Linked DNA regions of Sus scrofa: region 2 is linked to region 1. The links are chromatin contacts, called in public HiChIP or PLAC-seq maps. All regions are on one chromosome and are shown on one strand. Each heading gives the region's core, a stretch centred on a gene start, on an enhancer-like site or on the middle of the called end of the contact. The rest is flanking DNA. Distances are from core to core; before and after follow the strand shown. Region 1 overlaps REPS1 (ralBP1-associated Eps domain-containing protein 1). Region 2 overlaps ECT2L (epithelial cell-transforming sequence 2 oncogene-like).

Region 1 (2,819 bases), core at 320-2,819:
TCCTTATTTGTTTTCCTGGGAGCGCTGTGCTTGTGATAGATACCCAGATCTTACTGGATTGTGTAATTGGTGTTTCAGGGCTTCACTCCTCATCAGAACCTAACATCTTCATTTTGTCATACCACTTAAAACTATTCCAAATGACAAGGAAGGAGCCTTTTTGAACAATATGGAACCTCTGAGACTTGATTGTGTTTATCTTTTACGCTAGCTAATACTTTCGTGGTTGTTCAGGTGACTTTAGTCGGATATAGTGAACATGCATATTAACAACTTTTCTTTAAGGTATTGTACCTCAAGGCTGTTCTTTTAATTTTTTATTTTTAAAGATATAGTTCACTTTAGTAGTAGTAAACTCACATAATATTCTCTGCCTTTCAGAGGTATAATTTCTTTTTTATTTTTTATTTTATTGTTATTAAAGTATAGTTGATTTATAATGTTTCCTCAAATTCTGTTGTACAACAAAGTGACCCAATCATACACATTTCCCTATGCTGTACAGTAGGATCCTATTGCCCATCCGTTCCACATATAACAGTTTGCATCTCCCAAAACCCCAAAATGCCCATCCATCACCCCCCCACCCCAGGAAGCCCAAGTCTGCTCTTCTTGGCCATGATCTGTTTCTGTTTTTTGTTTGAAAGGTATAATTTCTAATTCTCGAACGTCACAGTGAGCAAATAGTGGTAAATAAGTAATCTAAATAAGGAAACAGGTCAATAATTCCTCATTTAATGTTAAATGACTCCTTTGGAAGAAAGCATAGCATTCTTCTGACTCTTGGAGGAAAGCATAGAATTCTCATAAAATGCATGGCAATGGGGACAGCATATCAAATCTGAGTAGTCATGCCTACCCAGCCTTAAAATTATCAACCAACTCACTCCCACATCTCACAATCTTGTTTCTGTATTCTTCTGATGTGGACTTTGTGTTCTAACCTAGTAAATCTGTTTTCTGTTTCTTACACAGTTACTTGTTCTTTGTGTAGGTTTTTTTTTTTTTAATCACGTTATTTGCTTCATCTGCAGTGCCCTTCTTCAGCTTCCATGCTTCAGTCCTCCTCTCTTTGCAGAAAGGTGACTTAGCTTTTTGTATGCTTTGGAAATCTAATTTGAACAGCCTTACCCTCACTCTGAGACTCTCATTGGCCTCCTAGCTATATCCCTTTGTATGTGTTTTGCACTGTTAACTGCTTTTTTTCATTTATATCATTGCTTAATTGTTTTTCCAGTAAATTTACATCCTAACAATGTTGTAAGGAAACTGTGAATAAAATTCAGGCTTGGTTTCTTTCATGACCTCAGGATTCTCTAGAGCAGTAAAAGCACATAGTAGATATTTAGAAAACAGAGCCAAGTTTTTAGAGAAAGCAGTTCCTTAGCTCTGTTATTATTGTGCATCCCTAGACGTGATTGTGATGATGAATTAATTAAGGCAGTTCTGGGCTCCTCACCCAGGGAAGTAAAAAGTGGGGGTGGTGAAGCTCGCAGCCTTGGAAGTTCCAGTGCTGGCGCTATGGATACTCTCTCCCCACCACAGTCAGCATTCTGGGCATGAGAAGAGGAGGTGGCAAGAACAGGAACAAATAGCGCAGAGCTCTCTGAGTTTTGACCTTGCTGCTCTGGCTGACCAATGTTGCCAGTTGCCCCTTCTCCCTTTCAGAACGTTTTTTCCCCTTATGCCTTTTTTATAACAGAATGTAAGGAGTTTAAGAAGAAACACAACTAGGAGTATATTGGCAAATAATATGGTGGCGGAATCTGGCCATCTTGGCACTATAGTATATTTTGTCTTTATACAGCTTCTGCCCAGTGCCAGTGTACCTGGCTAGAAAGAGAAGACCACAGATCCATTTACAGGGAGGTTGTTGGACCACTCCCATGATGCGCCTATAGCACATTCCCTAGCACAGGTCATTGAGATTTGTACCAAGTCAGTTACAGGTTATACTGTAATGGACCATGCTTGTTATGGTCAATTTAAACTCACAGGGATGGTAGAAACTGTTGATGTTAAACCTTCCAAATCTAAAAATCTTAAACCTTGTATTCTGTGCCTGCCTTCAGGAAGCTAAGGATTTAATAGCCACAGGAAGGGAGTTCATGGTTAGATTTTCTCTTCCTACCCACAGCTTTAAACCCCTAGAAATAGAAATCTTTCACTTCCCTAGTCACATTTGTGTAGATCCCCCTAAGACTTGTTTCTGGAGTGAATCCAAACTTAAGTGTTATCTCCTTACACCTAACAAATGGCAAAAACGGAATTGTCATAGTTACTATTTGTATTGCCTCATGCTTATTTTCTACATAGTGTTCCTTTTTACTTCCTGTGTTATTCATTTCACCCTGCACACCCATCTAGCTGCCTTCCTATTTTTCTTCTTCCTTTTACTATCAAATAACGAGTGATTCAGATTTCTTCTCTACTGCCTGTACTACTAATTGAACTTTTCTATTCCCCTCACCCCACCCCTTAAAAAAAAAAAAAAAAAAAGGTGTTCATAAAGTTCGCCTTTATCCTAGTCACCAAATCCAGTAATCTTTCCTTACTTCTTACTCTGTTTTACAGCCTCCCTTGCAGTTGACACTGAATTACTTGTTGGTGGATATTGTCTCTTCTTTGTTTGCTGTGATGTATATAACTATTATTGTTATTATATGACTTTAGCATTTTGTCTTCTTACTGTGTCTCTTTGTCTTGTGTAGAGTCAGCTTTGACTCTTAATGGTCAGCCTACAGAGTTCTTCAGATTTTCTTTCTTGGAAGAGTCTCAGCTAATCATCCTTTTCTGTCCTCTGCATTAGATACTTTCTG
Region 2 (2,701 bases), core at 183-2,682, 120 kb after region 1:
CTTTGTTTTGTTAATTGAGAATAGAAGGGACTTCCTGTTGTGGCTCCGTGGGTTAAGAACCCACCTAGTATGAGGATGTGGGTTCAATCCATGGCCCCACTCAGTGGCTAAGGATCCGGTGTTACTGCCAGCTGTGGTACAGGCTGCAGATGTGGTTTGGATCTGGCATTGCTGTGGCTGTGGTGCAGGCCAGAAGCTGCAGCTCTGATTTGACCCCTATCCTGGAAGCTTCCATATGTTGCAGGTGTGGCACTAAAAAGGAAAAAAAGAGAGAGAGAGAGTAGAAGGCACAGGACACTCTTATGGTCTGTGTTCCTGTCTCTAAGAAGGAGTAGATGAGTGGTGGAAAAAGCCTTGGGGCTTTTGGGTCACCTAGGACTTGTTCCTTGCCCTTGGCTGTGTACCAAATCACCTTGGGAACTTAGTAAAAACAGCTTCTCACATTCCCCATGGTGTGTTGAGCCAAAATGTCTTGGGTGAGATTCATGGTTTGTGTTTTTACAAACTTCAAGTGTCTCTGATGGGCTCACCCTTCTTAACACTGGTGAACTTGACTTCTCATTGGTAGAAGAGGCAGCCTAGCAGATCCTGATGCTGATGCAAAAGTCAAGTACAAAGTGTTGAATACATGTATGGTGTCCTTAGGACAGTGTATAGCCCTATTTGAAGCCCTGAATTAATTAAATACTCAGACTCTGTAGGAGGGCCTGAAAGTTTCTCTCCTATGTGTAAAGACATCAGTTTGACTGCTAAACGCTTTGTGTTTTTCCAAATCTACCTGGTTCTCAGCTAGATTCTGGAGAGCTGATATGACCAGAGAAGTGACAATTAGATAAATAAACTATTATGGACCATCTTAAAACCTCTTTTTCTTCCTTGTCTTTTTTCTTTTTCTTTTTTGCCTTTTCTGGGGTCACTCCCGCAGCATAGGGAAGTTCCCAGGCTAGGGGTCTAATCTGAGTTGTAGACACCGGCCTACACCAGAGCCACAGTAACACGGCATCCGAGCTGCGTCTGCGACCTACACCACAGCTCACAGCAACGCTGGATCCTTAACCCACCGAGCAAGGCCAGGGATCGAACCCGCAACCTCATGGTTCCTAATCGGATTTGTTAACCACTGCACCACGATGGGAACTCCTCACTTTTCTTAAATAAGGAAAACCAGGGCAGCTTCAGGGTTAGTGAATTTAAGAACTCAGTGTCAGCGAAGGCCAAGGATTTTCTCTCTTCCCCCTTTGTCTGCTCAGTAGGTTGCTTTGGTCTTCAAGCTTGCCCCCTGGGGTGGTTCCCAGATGACTGCCTCTCTGAGTAGAGATCATGGGCAATAAGGCAGAACTTTCCTCAAGTTCCTTTTTAAGTCCCTTTGAGGAGGATGAAAACTCTCCTAGAAACCCTAGCAGCCACTCTCTTGTGTTCCCTTGGGCAGAATTCATATCCCCACGCCCTTTCCTAAACCTGATGGAATGACCATGATTCTGGCCAACTCTGACTCACTCTTGGGGGGACAGGGTGACCAGCCACCCCTGAAGCACATGATACCGGGGGAGAAAAGGACTTTGTCAGGAAGATGAAGAGGAAGTAAGGAATGGCGTGGGCAGGCGGGTGATGGTCAGTGTCTGGGCCACTAAACAGGAACTAACACAAGAAGAGGAAGGATCTCCCGCTACCCAAGCTTCTGATCTACCCAACCTTACTGACGTCTGCCCTTTCTCTTTCCTTCAGATGAAGCACTTATCTCAGTTATTGCTCCCTTTACCCTTGTGATACTATTCAAGGGTATTTCTTAAATGGATGAAACTGGTTTTAATATCTGGTGGTGCAACTCTTACTATCTCTTCTCTTTAAATTTTTCGCAGCCATTGTAGTCCATTTTCTCTTCCACATTAGCTTTAGTATTCATTTTTCAAAATCCATAAGAAAATCCTATGTAGAGATCTGTACTGGAACTGAATAATTCAATGCTAAAGATTAACTTGGAGAGAACTGGCATCTTTAAACATAGCACATCTACTTATCCAGGGTTTTTTTTTTTTTCCCTGCTATCCTTTAATACAAATTTCCAATTTCCTCATAAGGGTCTTGCGCTTACCTTTTTAGCTTGATGCAACACATATAGGAAGCAGCGCTGAGAGAAAGGAGAGAGAGGGCAAGCTCTGGTAACATTGTTTGAATCTGAGGATCTAGCCCAGCCTAAAGCTGGACAAATCTTAAGTCAATAAATTCGCTTTTTGTTTTAGGCTGATTTGGTTTCCATTTCTGTAATTTGCACTTGAAAGCCTTCTGATGATGACATCAAAAGAATATATAGAGATGGCAGGAGGGAAGGTGACAGACATTCACTGAGCACCTACTGTGTAAGAGCATCCTCCTCCTGTTTCTAAGATGCTCGAGCCTGTTTAGGCCTCACGGGAAGCCACGTCCATTCTTCTTCTGCCATCAACCCTCCTAGAAATTTCCTAAAGAGATTTTTAAATACAGAATAGAAACAATGGTCTCTTAAAATCTTGTCTCCATTTTCCAATGAATTATCTGTGGATTCGCCTCTTCCCACAAGAGGGTAAAAAAAGACGACCTGGTAGATCTGGAGGTGAACATCACGTCCTCTGTAAATGGCTGGTAGTGTATCACCGGGGCTGCTACATTTGGGAAGTTGTGAATGAAACAACCTTAAGAGGTGCCAGTCACACAGATGACAGTG

What was found. HiChIP or PLAC-seq counts read pairs in DNA pulled down with a chosen protein or histone mark.
Region 2: a contact with region 1 is called in an H3K27ac HiChIP or PLAC-seq map of alveolar macrophages. The contact joins two enhancer-like sites.

The regions. Positions count from the first base shown.
Region 1 is chr1:25,498,097-25,500,915 of Sscrofa11.1, forward strand. The region is part of intron 1 of REPS1 (ralBP1-associated Eps domain-containing protein 1); the gene reads left to right. Among named protein-coding and RNA genes, the nearest start is that of REPS1, 18 kb to the left of the region's middle. Within about 2 kb of position 1,570, at least 10 of the 83 cell types and tissues checked have an H3K27ac peak or open chromatin away from gene starts, as enhancers often do. A contact at or near this core is called in alveolar macrophages, where this site is marked.
Region 2 is chr1:25,621,574-25,624,274 of Sscrofa11.1, forward strand. The region is part of intron 3 of ECT2L (epithelial cell-transforming sequence 2 oncogene-like); the gene reads right to left. Among named protein-coding and RNA genes, the nearest start is that of ECT2L, 21 kb to the right of the region's middle. Within about 2 kb of position 1,433, at least 10 of the 83 cell types and tissues checked have an H3K27ac peak or open chromatin away from gene starts, as enhancers often do. A contact at or near this core is called in alveolar macrophages, where this site is marked.